Regions from separate parts of the Mus musculus genome. Here regions 1 and 2 are each linked to region 3. A link is a contact called in public ChIA-PET data. All regions are on one chromosome and are shown on one strand. The core of a region is the stretch at or near the end of the contact, and the rest is flanking DNA. Distances in the headings are between cores, read along the strand shown. Region 1 overlaps Scml4 (Scm polycomb group protein like 4). Region 2 holds the start of Afg1l (AFG1 like ATPase). Region 3 overlaps Ostm1 (osteopetrosis associated transmembrane protein 1).

Region 1 (3,105 bases), core at 284-2,783, 200 kb before region 3:
TCTTTCTCATAACGAAATGCGCAATCATGTCTATCTCTCTTGATACAGTTGAGGCCTGGGTAAAGACCATCTCTTGTGTGCTGTATGGAAGCATCACCTGTTGATAAAAAGCTGATTGGCCGATGAGCTGAGACAAGAAACAGGAGGTGAGAGTTCTGGGAGGGAGAGCGGAATTCTAGGATAGAGTCAGGCGCAGGAAGAGATTCGCCCTGAACTCTGAGGAGACAGATGCATGAAACTTAGGAGAGTAGCTAGCCTTACGACAGCCTCAGACTAGATTTAACGTGATAACTGAGTTACAAGCCCGAGCTTATGGCCTAGGCTTTTATTCACATAGAATTAAGTTTCAGAGTTGTTATTACAGGAACTGGGGTGCAGGTGGGAAAGCCCATGGTTGCAGCTCTGTGTCCGGGTTTAATTGATTTGGACTTTTGAGACAGGGTCTTGCCATGTATCCCTGACTAACCTAGCATTTGCTATCTAGACCAGGATGGCTTTGAATTTGCTATGATCTTTCTGCCACTGTCTTCTGGGTGCTGGTATTACAGGTGTGCTCATCTGGCTCCAACTCCAGAGATTTGAACATCTCAGAGATCTAACAAACGTTCACCAAGTAATTGAATGAGTGGTCTGCTGGGCTGCCCCTCATCCAGGACTCTTCCACTGACCAGCACTGAGGACTCTGGCTCCAGACTGGCCATTCGTTTATTAGTGTTAGTAGTGACCCTGTGCTCAGGACTCCACCTGAGGGGTCTTCAATAATCATGGTCTTGGGCCAGCTACGTTTGACTTAATGTGTAAAAACACTCACAACACAATCCCGACAGCCTGAGTTACCTATACCCCCAGAACCTATAAAAAGATGGAAGGAGAGAACCAACTTCACAAAGTTGTTCTCTGACCTCCAAACACATCCTCATTGCATGCACACATACCCATGGCGTGCACACACACTCATGTACATATACATTCATGCACAATTTTTTAAAAAAGCCATTTCCAAACAAGAAAACTACCCCAGCAAGACATGTCACTACAAGTTTCCAAAGTAGGCCTGCCACAGTTTACCTGCTTCATCTCTGTTAGTTTCTACATGGTTCTGAGGCAAGCATCATTGCCCTCGGACTTAGAAGAGAGGCTCCGATGCCTAGATAGATACCATGAGTCCACCACCATCAGTGCTTACTGATGAGAGAGTTCAGATTAACCCCAGAGCTTGGTACACACACCCGGTCAGCCTTGGAGGGAACCTGTCAGAGTGGCAACATTGCAGGTGGGGCACAAGAAGGGATCCTGACTCCTCTGGCCACTTCTTCCATCTCTGAAAGCTGAAAGGGTGGAAGAAAACCCAATGATTCACAGGACGCCCCTGTGACTTAACGCCTGCGGTAGCTGGAGCTGATGCAGATACTGTGAGGGGTTGCTGAAGAGCAATTGCAGCAAGTGCCAGTAGAAGACACTTGTCTGCCAGGGGACTCTAGGCTCACTGCATCTCTGAACCTGTGTTCTGTAGGGCAGGGCAGGGAACCGCACTTTCCAGGACAGCTGTGGGAGTTCTTGTTTTCAGCCAGCCACCACTTCCTGTTTTGTTCTCTGTTTATACTTTATGTTTAATTTAGAGAAAGTGCTTGTGGTTTGGTTGCTTTGGGTTGTTTCCCGTTCAAGATCTACAAAGAAAGCTTTCTTTTCAAGGTGAGAGAGGGGAGAGAGAGAGAGAGAGAGAGAGAGAGAGAGAGAGAGAGAGAGAGAGAGAGAGAACAGAGCAAGTTTCTTTTCAAATACTTTCCTAGGAAGAATAGTAAAGATTTCCCTGATAAAATGACAAAATTCAAATAGTACCAGTCATAACTCTCCAAATCTGGGATATATTCAACAGTCTCCAGAGTATGTGGCTATCTCAAGGACAGTGCTAGCTAACGTTGGTTGCCAACTTGACACACCCGGGAAGAGGGAACCTCATAACCTCATTCATTACGATGGAATTGCTTCCAACAGATTGGCCTGTGGCCATGTCTCTGGACCATTTTCTTGATTCCATCCCTGGGCAGATGGCCCTGGGTTGTATCAGAGAACAGGCTTAGCAAGCTAGGAGAAGCAAGCCAGTAAGCAACATTCCCTCCATGGCCTCTGGTTCAGTTCCTGCCTCTAGGTTCCTACCTGAGTTCCTGCCCTGACTCCTCTCAGTGATGGAGTACGATATAGAAGTGTAACCAAATAACCACTTTCCTCTCTAAGTTGCATCTGGTCCTGGTGTTTATCACAGCAATAGGAGAGCCAGCTAGGATAAGGACAAATCTCTCTGAAATAACCACCTTCACAATGCCCACATTTCACAGAATTTTGGGCACACTACTGTTTACTCTAAAGTCCAGATGTGTAACTCGGATGTCTTCACAAGACAGTCTTTGAAGAATACCGAGGTATCTCAGGCACTTCTTTAGAACTATAGAATGAGATGTAGCAACTCAGTGTTTGCTCTGGAAGACCTACCACCTCCAGCCAGCATGAGCTGCATATAGCAGTCAGGGGTAAACAGCAAGAACAGTGTGGGATCTCAACCAGTACTGCTGCCTCCCCAGCAATCAGGAAAGCCAACATTCGTAGCCAACATTGTGTAGACAACAGCAACATTAGCAGCAAAGGCAACAGCAACATTAGCAGCAAAGGCAACAGCAAGTGCACAGTTATTTTGAAGTTGACTTTGATTCTCTGTGCTTGGTAGTTGGATTTATCTTCCCCAGTAGTTAGAAACATGCAACAATCACAGGCGCTGCCTTTGATAGGTGGTAAGTAGAGTGACAAAGAGGCTAGTGAGCATTGTCCTGAGCTGGCAATCAAATACATCAGGATTTGTCAGGTCTGTGCTACCAGTATACCACTAGGATCCCAAGGGAGCCCGGCATGATAAGTAGGTCCCATGAGATATGAATTACTGCTCTTCCCCCACCCCCCAACACAACGTTCTTTTCTTTTTGTAAAGAACAGAGTAGAAGGAAGTATATTTCCTGATCACTTTGTAGCACCCCCAAAAGATGGCTAGCGGGCAAGAGTATATTTCATTTATTCTCCAAGAAGAATACACCCAGACAGTGGTGTGATACTCAG
Region 2 (3,083 bases), core at 408-2,907, 220 kb after region 3:
GAGAGAGAGAGAGAGAGAGAGAGAGAGAGAGAGATCCAAATCCATCTTTGAGATCCTGACTGGAAGCTTGGGTTTAAGTCGTAGGAAAGAGGTACAACAACTCAGCCGTCCAGGTCAGGTGTGACCTGTGCATCACTGGCCCACCATTGCCCAGCTCCAGTGTGTCCTACAAGCTGGTTCTGCACTGTCTGAACCGTGTGACGTCACTTCCGGGAGCCCAGCTTCTCCCTTTTCTGGTTGGCACCAGGCTTCAACCTTTTCCTTGTCCCAGCGTGGGATTCTTGGGAGCAGTTTGATTTCTTAGGGCCATTGTTTCAGTAGTGCAATAGCCAAAGGGAAAGAAGACACAAGTGTCTCTTTAGACTATCTTCAGTCCCATCGGGGTGGGTACATACTTTGACATATTAGCAGAGAAAAGGCTTGAAGTTACTCTGCCATACTACACCTTCCATTTCCTGTTTCTTCAGAATTCCTCTTCTGGTGACCACAATTTGGTTTCCTGGAATTCTTCTTAGTGTTCTCTTTTTTGGTCACACAATTGAAACTTTGTTTCCTCCTTCCTAGGAATGCTAGACTTTCTTGTTTTCCATAATTCCCAGCTAAATGTTCAGGTCTTTTAGATATGATCCACGGTTGAAGGGTTTACTTTTTTGTTGTTGTTGTTGTTGTTTTATTTATTTTTAAGGATGTAACTATGTAGTTGGACTTCTAACCCTGCTGTCTACATTTCCCAAATGCTAGGATTGCTGTTTGTGCTTTTTCTTCCCAGACTGGTGAATCTTGGGCTTCCTGCTAACTAGGCAAACACTCTATCAGCTGAACACCACCCGACAACCCCTGGGAAGGTCTTTGTCTTTTGTTAAAAGTTAATCTTGTATGGACTAGAGAAGTGGCTCAACTGTTTAAATAATGTGTAACTTATGCAGCCGACAAGGGTTTGGTTCGTAGCACCCACGTTGAGTGGCCCACAGCTGCCTTTAATCTCAGCCAGCTCTGGGGGGATCAATGCCCACTTCTGGCCTCCAGAAGAATCGCTTTCAATATAGGACACACACACCTAGACAAAAATATAATCTCCGTACTCCTCCACAACAGTGCTCTCTCCTTGATCCCACTATTGTCTTTAGCTGCAGCGTTCATCTAGCCAAAGGGTCGCCAGCCTCAAATGAGGGCAGTCGCAAATTCAAGTGGTCACACCATCCCATGACTGCCACATCCACCAGCTGTCAGTCTGGGCCCTTTGGCTTTCCTGTCCCACTTATAAGCTTCTTCAAAGCATGAAAACATGTGCTATATAGAAGATAATTTCTATTACTCAACAGCTCAAACAGAAAGTGGCAGAAACACATTTCAGGTACCCTTCAGAGACACGTTGGACACCGAAAGAAAAGTAAATTGAGGCTATATTATAGCAGATTGGACGAGGTATAATATATACCTCTTGGTCACCTTCATATTATGCGGTCTTAGAAGGTTCACGATTATTACTACAAGCTACAATTGGTTTCTCAGGCCTGGAGAACTAGGGTTTCAGTGGGGGCGGGGTGGAGAGTTGGTTCTAGCCGCCTCTCAGCGGGGTGGGGCGCACCCGCGACTGTCAGGACACGCCCCCTCAAGGCGCGAGGCCTCTCGGGACTTGTAGTCCCAAGGCCCACCGGAAGGCGTGAAGGGCAGGCGTTGCAGCCTTTCTAAGCTTGAGGTCATCTCTCTTTAACGCTCTCTCATTTTCAGGCGTGGCCTCCTGGAGCGCCACAGCACCCGGCTGCTCCGTCGCGTCTTCTGGGTTACAATAAAGTTTTCCTCCCTGTACGGAGCTCAAGATGGCGGCCTCCTGGTCGCCCTTGGTTACTCTGCGCTCCGCCGCGCGCAGCCGGCTGACTGGGAGAGGTGTTGGGTGCGGGGCGCGGGTCGTCGCAATCCCTCCTCCGGCCCCTGGCCCTGGGAAACCCCTGTGGAAAGGTCAGTGACCGTGTCACGAGCGGGCCGCGCAAGGCCCTGGGGTCACCCCACTGTCTGATCCCTCCCAGCTGCACCCGTGGCTTCACAAGTTGTAAGGATCCTAGAGACGAGTTCGTGTCTATTGACCTTTTGCATCTCGTTGCCCCAAAGAGCGCTGAGCGCCTCAGGCAGCTGCCCAGAGTAACTTCCATTTGAGGGTCAGAGGCCAACCCAGTTCTTCCCCAGGTAACCCAGGCCTGGAGAGGGCAGGTGTGCAAGAGCCCGGCTTGGAGGGATGGGGGTAAGCAAGATGGGGTTGGTGTGTGGGGAGCCTTTCACCCCAACCCATCTGGGCTCTTAAGGCTGGTGATGGACTTAATGGTCATGTCAGTCAGGGACCCTATGCCCCCTCCCCGCCCATTTTCTCGATGCAGTCTTAAATTCCTAGGGCATCACTTTGTCTGTTTGTCTGTCATTTATCTGTTTTGCCCCTGACCTTCGATTCTTTCGTTCTACTGTCATGTGTCTGTGAATGAGTGGTTAGCCAAATTACAATCACGTGGTCTCACTGTGTGGTACAGGCTGGCCACGAACTTGAGAACCTCCTGCTGCTCTTTCCCAGAAGTGCTAATTTTACCTCTCTTCACTGGACTGGTTTCTCAAAAGACAGCAAACCCTGTGTCCTTATTTCCTTGGCACGTAGGATGGTGATTGGTGTCTGATGAGCAGATATTTTCAAATGAACGACGTTATTCTCATGGTCTTCCTCAGTCACCTTTCCTCATCTCCAAGAGCTTCTTTATATACCTTCAAAATCGGATATAATTTAACAGAGTATATATATGCAAATGCCGATTCTCATCGTCTCAAGATAGGTTTTTTTCCCCCCTCAGTCATTGAAATAAATACCAGACTGTGAGCTTTACATGGCCCACTTAGCAAAGGGCCTTGCTATCAAGCCTGAGTTCAATCCCTAGGACCCATATGGCAGAGGGGAAGTACCAACACCCACCACTTGTCCTCTCTTGCGCGCGCGCACGCGCACACACACACACACACACACACACACAAAATAAGTAAAGTAAAAAATATTCCTTTCTATTTTATAAACAAGAGAAATGCTGAAGTATAAATCTCATTAATTG
Region 3 (3,531 bases), core at 184-2,683:
TGCAGTCCCAACATTTCGTGAGAATGCAACTTGTCCGACCTTGGCTCATCTTCTTCTCGACTGTGCTGTGGTCTAACACTTACTGGCACAACGTGAGGTCGAGTCCCCGTTTTGCAGGCTTCAGGTGGCATTTTCTTGAATGTTGGCAAAACTGGTGCTCGACTTGAGACGTTTGGCTGGGGAGAGACACAGGGCTGAGTTTAAATTCCTGCTCTCGAGGGCTTACCCAGTGCTTACATGCAAACCACTATATTGTCTATTGATTGGCTTAACATGGCTTGATCCAATTTTCCTAGACGTAAAACCTAAGGTTTTTTTTTTAATGAAGAGCATAAAATTAAATTAAGTAGAAGCTACTACCCATGACTTTGTTAAGAGCAGTACCTAATAAAACAGGCATCCACGCTTTCTTGAGCACTGCAATGTTAACGTGTACATAAAGAATAACAAGGAAAGTCCAAGCTAGAAATCAAGCTCTAAACATCTCTTAAAAGACAAGAGTGTTTACAAAGCTTCTACCCCAGTCATTGTTAATTACGAAGTCTGAAGAATTCCTCCTAAGAGCTGGACCAAGACACCACCATAGCTAATACAATCAGGGAAAGGAAAGAATACGTACCGAAGGACAGAACATTGCCTCTATTTTCAGACAAAAGCATTTTTTTTTCAAGTAGGGCACGCGGTGTGTGCCTGTGATCCTGGAACTTAGGAGATTAAGAATGGAGGATTGTGAGTTTGAAGCCAGCCTGGCCTACATAGCAAATTCCAGGCTAGCCTGTGCTACACGGCGAGACCCTATCTCAACACATTCATGCTGGGCGCCAGTTCAGTGGTAAAGGGTATTGCTAACACTTATAAAGTTCTAGCTTCAATACCTAACACCAAGCAAGAACAACAAAACACACATATTGTGTGTGTGTGTGTGTGTGTGTGTGTGTGTGTGTGTAAATGTCACAATGAAATACATTATTCTGAGTTGGCAGCAGTGGCAGGAACCTTTAATCCCAGCGGACAGAAGTGGATCTCTATGAGTTTGAAGCCAGCCTGGTCTACTGCACAAGTTCCAGGATAGCCAGAGCTACACAGAGAAACCATGAGTCAAAAATAAATAAATAAATAAATAAATAAATAAGAAAAAAAGACTCTAGTTTTAAAAAGAATGGTTCTTTTAAAGTTGAGTTATATATCACATATAGCACTATTAGCAAAATATGTAATATTCAGCTATGATTATGATGGCCATGGCATTGAGCCACTAGGTTTAAATAGAATCATGGCCCATAGCCACCTGGCGAGGTCGTGCGTTGAACAGTTGAGTGCAAATGTTTCTCATGCTCTAGAACTGAAAACCCACAGTGTCACCTGCAGTGGGAGTGGCACCCGTGGTGGGAGTGGCACAGGCTGAGATCTGAGAACTGCTGGCCTCATAGGAGGAGCTGCAGCAGGGCTCAGGCGCCTCTATTTCCTTGCCTTGTTTTAAGCTCTGCACAACTCTCAAAGACATAACCATGCCACAGAGCAGTCACATGTCATCAGTTCATGCAGGGAGGAAGGCAGGAGGTGGGGGGAGGGAGAGCAATCGGCCATGAGCATCGGCACATGAACTCTTCACTCACACGAGTATTTGGGGTTATTGTATGTGTCTGTCTGTCTGTCTGTCTTTCTCTCTGTATGGTTTTATTGTTTATTTGCTTTGGTCTTTTGCTGTGTTAATTTGTTTGTTTTTGAGTCAGGTTTGACCTGTGAAGCCATGGCTGGCTTAGAACTCGTCATGTAGACCAGGCTGGCTTTAACTCAAGGATCCATCTGCTTCTGCCTCCTGAAAGCCATATTGCCTGACATTATTTGATCCAAGATTTTTTTTCCATAAAGAATTTCACAGGGATAGTATTTTGATGCTAACATTAAAACAGACTATAGTATTCTTTTGTACAACAAATGTCTGCGAGCACTCACTATGCCCGGGCACTTTCTAGGTACTGGCAATATGACAGACGGTATACAAGGAAACAACTTCTTCTTCTGATGATCTTTATGATCCAATCAAGGGAGACGAATCAAGTAGAACAAACAAATGAGAGAGTTAAGTGACCTCAGCTGTCAGCAGCAGCAAAGCCGCCGGCTTACTGCCTGCGTGCCATAAAGAAAGAGCACAAAGTCTGGTGATGGCTCGGCAGGTAAAGGCACTAGCCACATCTTTCTTAAATAGATCTGTACCTTTCCCCTACATTATGATGATGAAGGTTGAATCCACGGCCTTGTGCATACAGGTAAGAGCTTTGACGCTGTACCCCCAGCCCCTTGACCCCGTAATCTTTTTTGACCCCGTAATCTTTTACGTAGGTGCTCGGCTAAATGGATGGATGACTACAGAAGGGAACTTACGTAGAATGAGTTTGCGTTTCTTTTGCTCTGAGTGAAGGAAGCTACTGAGGTAGAAGACGACAGGCAGGAAGAGAATGAACACAGACACAGCAACCACGGACACCGTGTCGCTGCAGGTGACCGAACAGTTGAAGGTTCGACTCCAAAGCTTCCGAGTAATGTTCATCTAGAGAAACAAATATCATATTATAGTCTCTTTACTTAAAGTTTAATTAAAGTTCTCTTTAATGTCTTAGTATATTTTTGCAATCCAAACATCATTTAAAACAGCGTTAAAAATCTACTGATAGTTGAGAACAATTTCTTCTGCTAGGAGAAAAAAAGCTGGTTTACAATTAGTAACTGTATAATATTTGGTATTATTTTATTTTGGAGACTCTCTGTGCAACCCTGGCTATTTTGGAGCTCACTCTGTAGATCAGGCTGGCCTCGAACTCAGAAAAAAAAAACAAAACAAAACACACACACACAAAATAAGGTATATTCTAAATACATAATTATCACTGAGATATACCAGAATGTCAGTAATTTTATCTCCCAGAGAATGTGTAGTTATAAAACCAGAGTAAAGACTCTGTCTCCTGGTTAAAGGTGATTTAGTACTAAGAGCTGTTAAACAAGTACAGTCATGGGGCTGAGAGGTAAAAACCCCAAGCCCTATGAGCAGCCATGCTCGGTGCCTTTGCCTATCCTAAGCACCACTCGATGGTCCAGAGCAGTGTCCTCTAAGCTGGTTTGATAATGCAGACGAAGCATTCTTTTTTTTGGGGGGGGGGGGAGGTTGTTTTGTTTTTTGGGGGTTTTTTTGGTTGGTTGGTTGGTTGGTTTTTGGTTTTTGTTTTTTTTTTCGATACAGGGTTTCTCTGTATAGCCCTGGCTATCCTGGAACTCACTTTGTAGACTCAGAAATCCACCTGCTTCTGCCTTCCAAGTGCTGGGATTAAAGTCGTGCACTACCACGCCCGGCCAGACGAAGTATTCTTAACCAGCAAGCTTAGCCATTTTGACCTTGAGTTCTCTACTTTTGAGCCAATGATCTGTCTTCTCAGATAACTAAGTCTCAAGCCTAGGAGGGCACGGCTGCCACCTACTGGTGCTCACTGGAAAGACAAGCTATACAGTGGAGAAAAGGCTTCCGGATTCTCC

The links. ChIA-PET counts read pairs in DNA pulled down with a chosen protein or histone mark.
Region 1: a contact with region 3 is called in an RNA polymerase II ChIA-PET map of memory CD8 T cells, with 89 read pairs. The contact joins two enhancer-like sites. A contact is called at or near these places in 7 of 39 promoter capture datasets (the 3T3-L1 cell line, embryonic stem cells, frontonasal cranial neural crest and 3 more), 1 of 15 datasets of contacts at CTCF or cohesin (CD8 T cells), 1 of 484 Hi-C or Micro-C datasets (CD4 T cells) and 3 of 115 datasets of contacts at active chromatin or transcription factors (CD8 T cells, memory CD8 T cells and thymic regulatory T cells).
Region 2: an RNA polymerase II ChIA-PET map of memory CD8 T cells shows a contact between it and region 3, with 43 read pairs. The contact joins the promoter of Afg1l here to the enhancer-like site in region 3. A contact is called at or near these places in 1 of 39 promoter capture datasets (hippocampal neurons), 1 of 484 Hi-C or Micro-C datasets (CD4 T cells), 2 of 115 datasets of contacts at active chromatin or transcription factors (embryonic stem cells and memory CD8 T cells) and 1 of 9 other capture datasets (liver).

Annotation. Positions count from the first base shown.
Region 1 is chr10:42,896,264-42,899,368 of GRCm38.p6, reverse strand. All of the region lies in intron 1 of Scml4 (Scm polycomb group protein like 4), which reads right to left. Among named protein-coding and RNA genes, the nearest start is that of Gm34006, 29 kb to the right of the region's middle. Within about 2 kb of position 1,533, at least 90 of the 459 cell types and tissues checked have an H3K27ac peak or open chromatin away from gene starts, as enhancers often do. A contact at or near this core is called in CD8 T cells, memory CD8 T cells and thymic regulatory T cells, where this site is marked.
Region 2 is chr10:42,477,139-42,480,221 of GRCm38.p6, reverse strand. Afg1l (AFG1 like ATPase) reads left to right here and starts at 1,657. Exons shown (of 13, transcript NM_145743.2): 1 at 1,657-1,959. The coding sequence starts at 1,821.
Region 3 is chr10:42,697,128-42,700,658 of GRCm38.p6, reverse strand. Ostm1 (osteopetrosis associated transmembrane protein 1) reads right to left here. Exons shown (of 6, transcript NM_172416.3): 5 at 2,386-2,551; 6 at 1-176. The coding sequence ends at 121. Among named protein-coding and RNA genes, the nearest start is that of Ostm1, 20 kb to the right of the region's middle. Within about 2 kb of position 1,433, at least 36 of the 459 cell types and tissues checked have an H3K27ac peak or open chromatin away from gene starts, as enhancers often do. A contact at or near this core is called in CD8 T cells, memory CD8 T cells and thymic regulatory T cells, where this site is marked.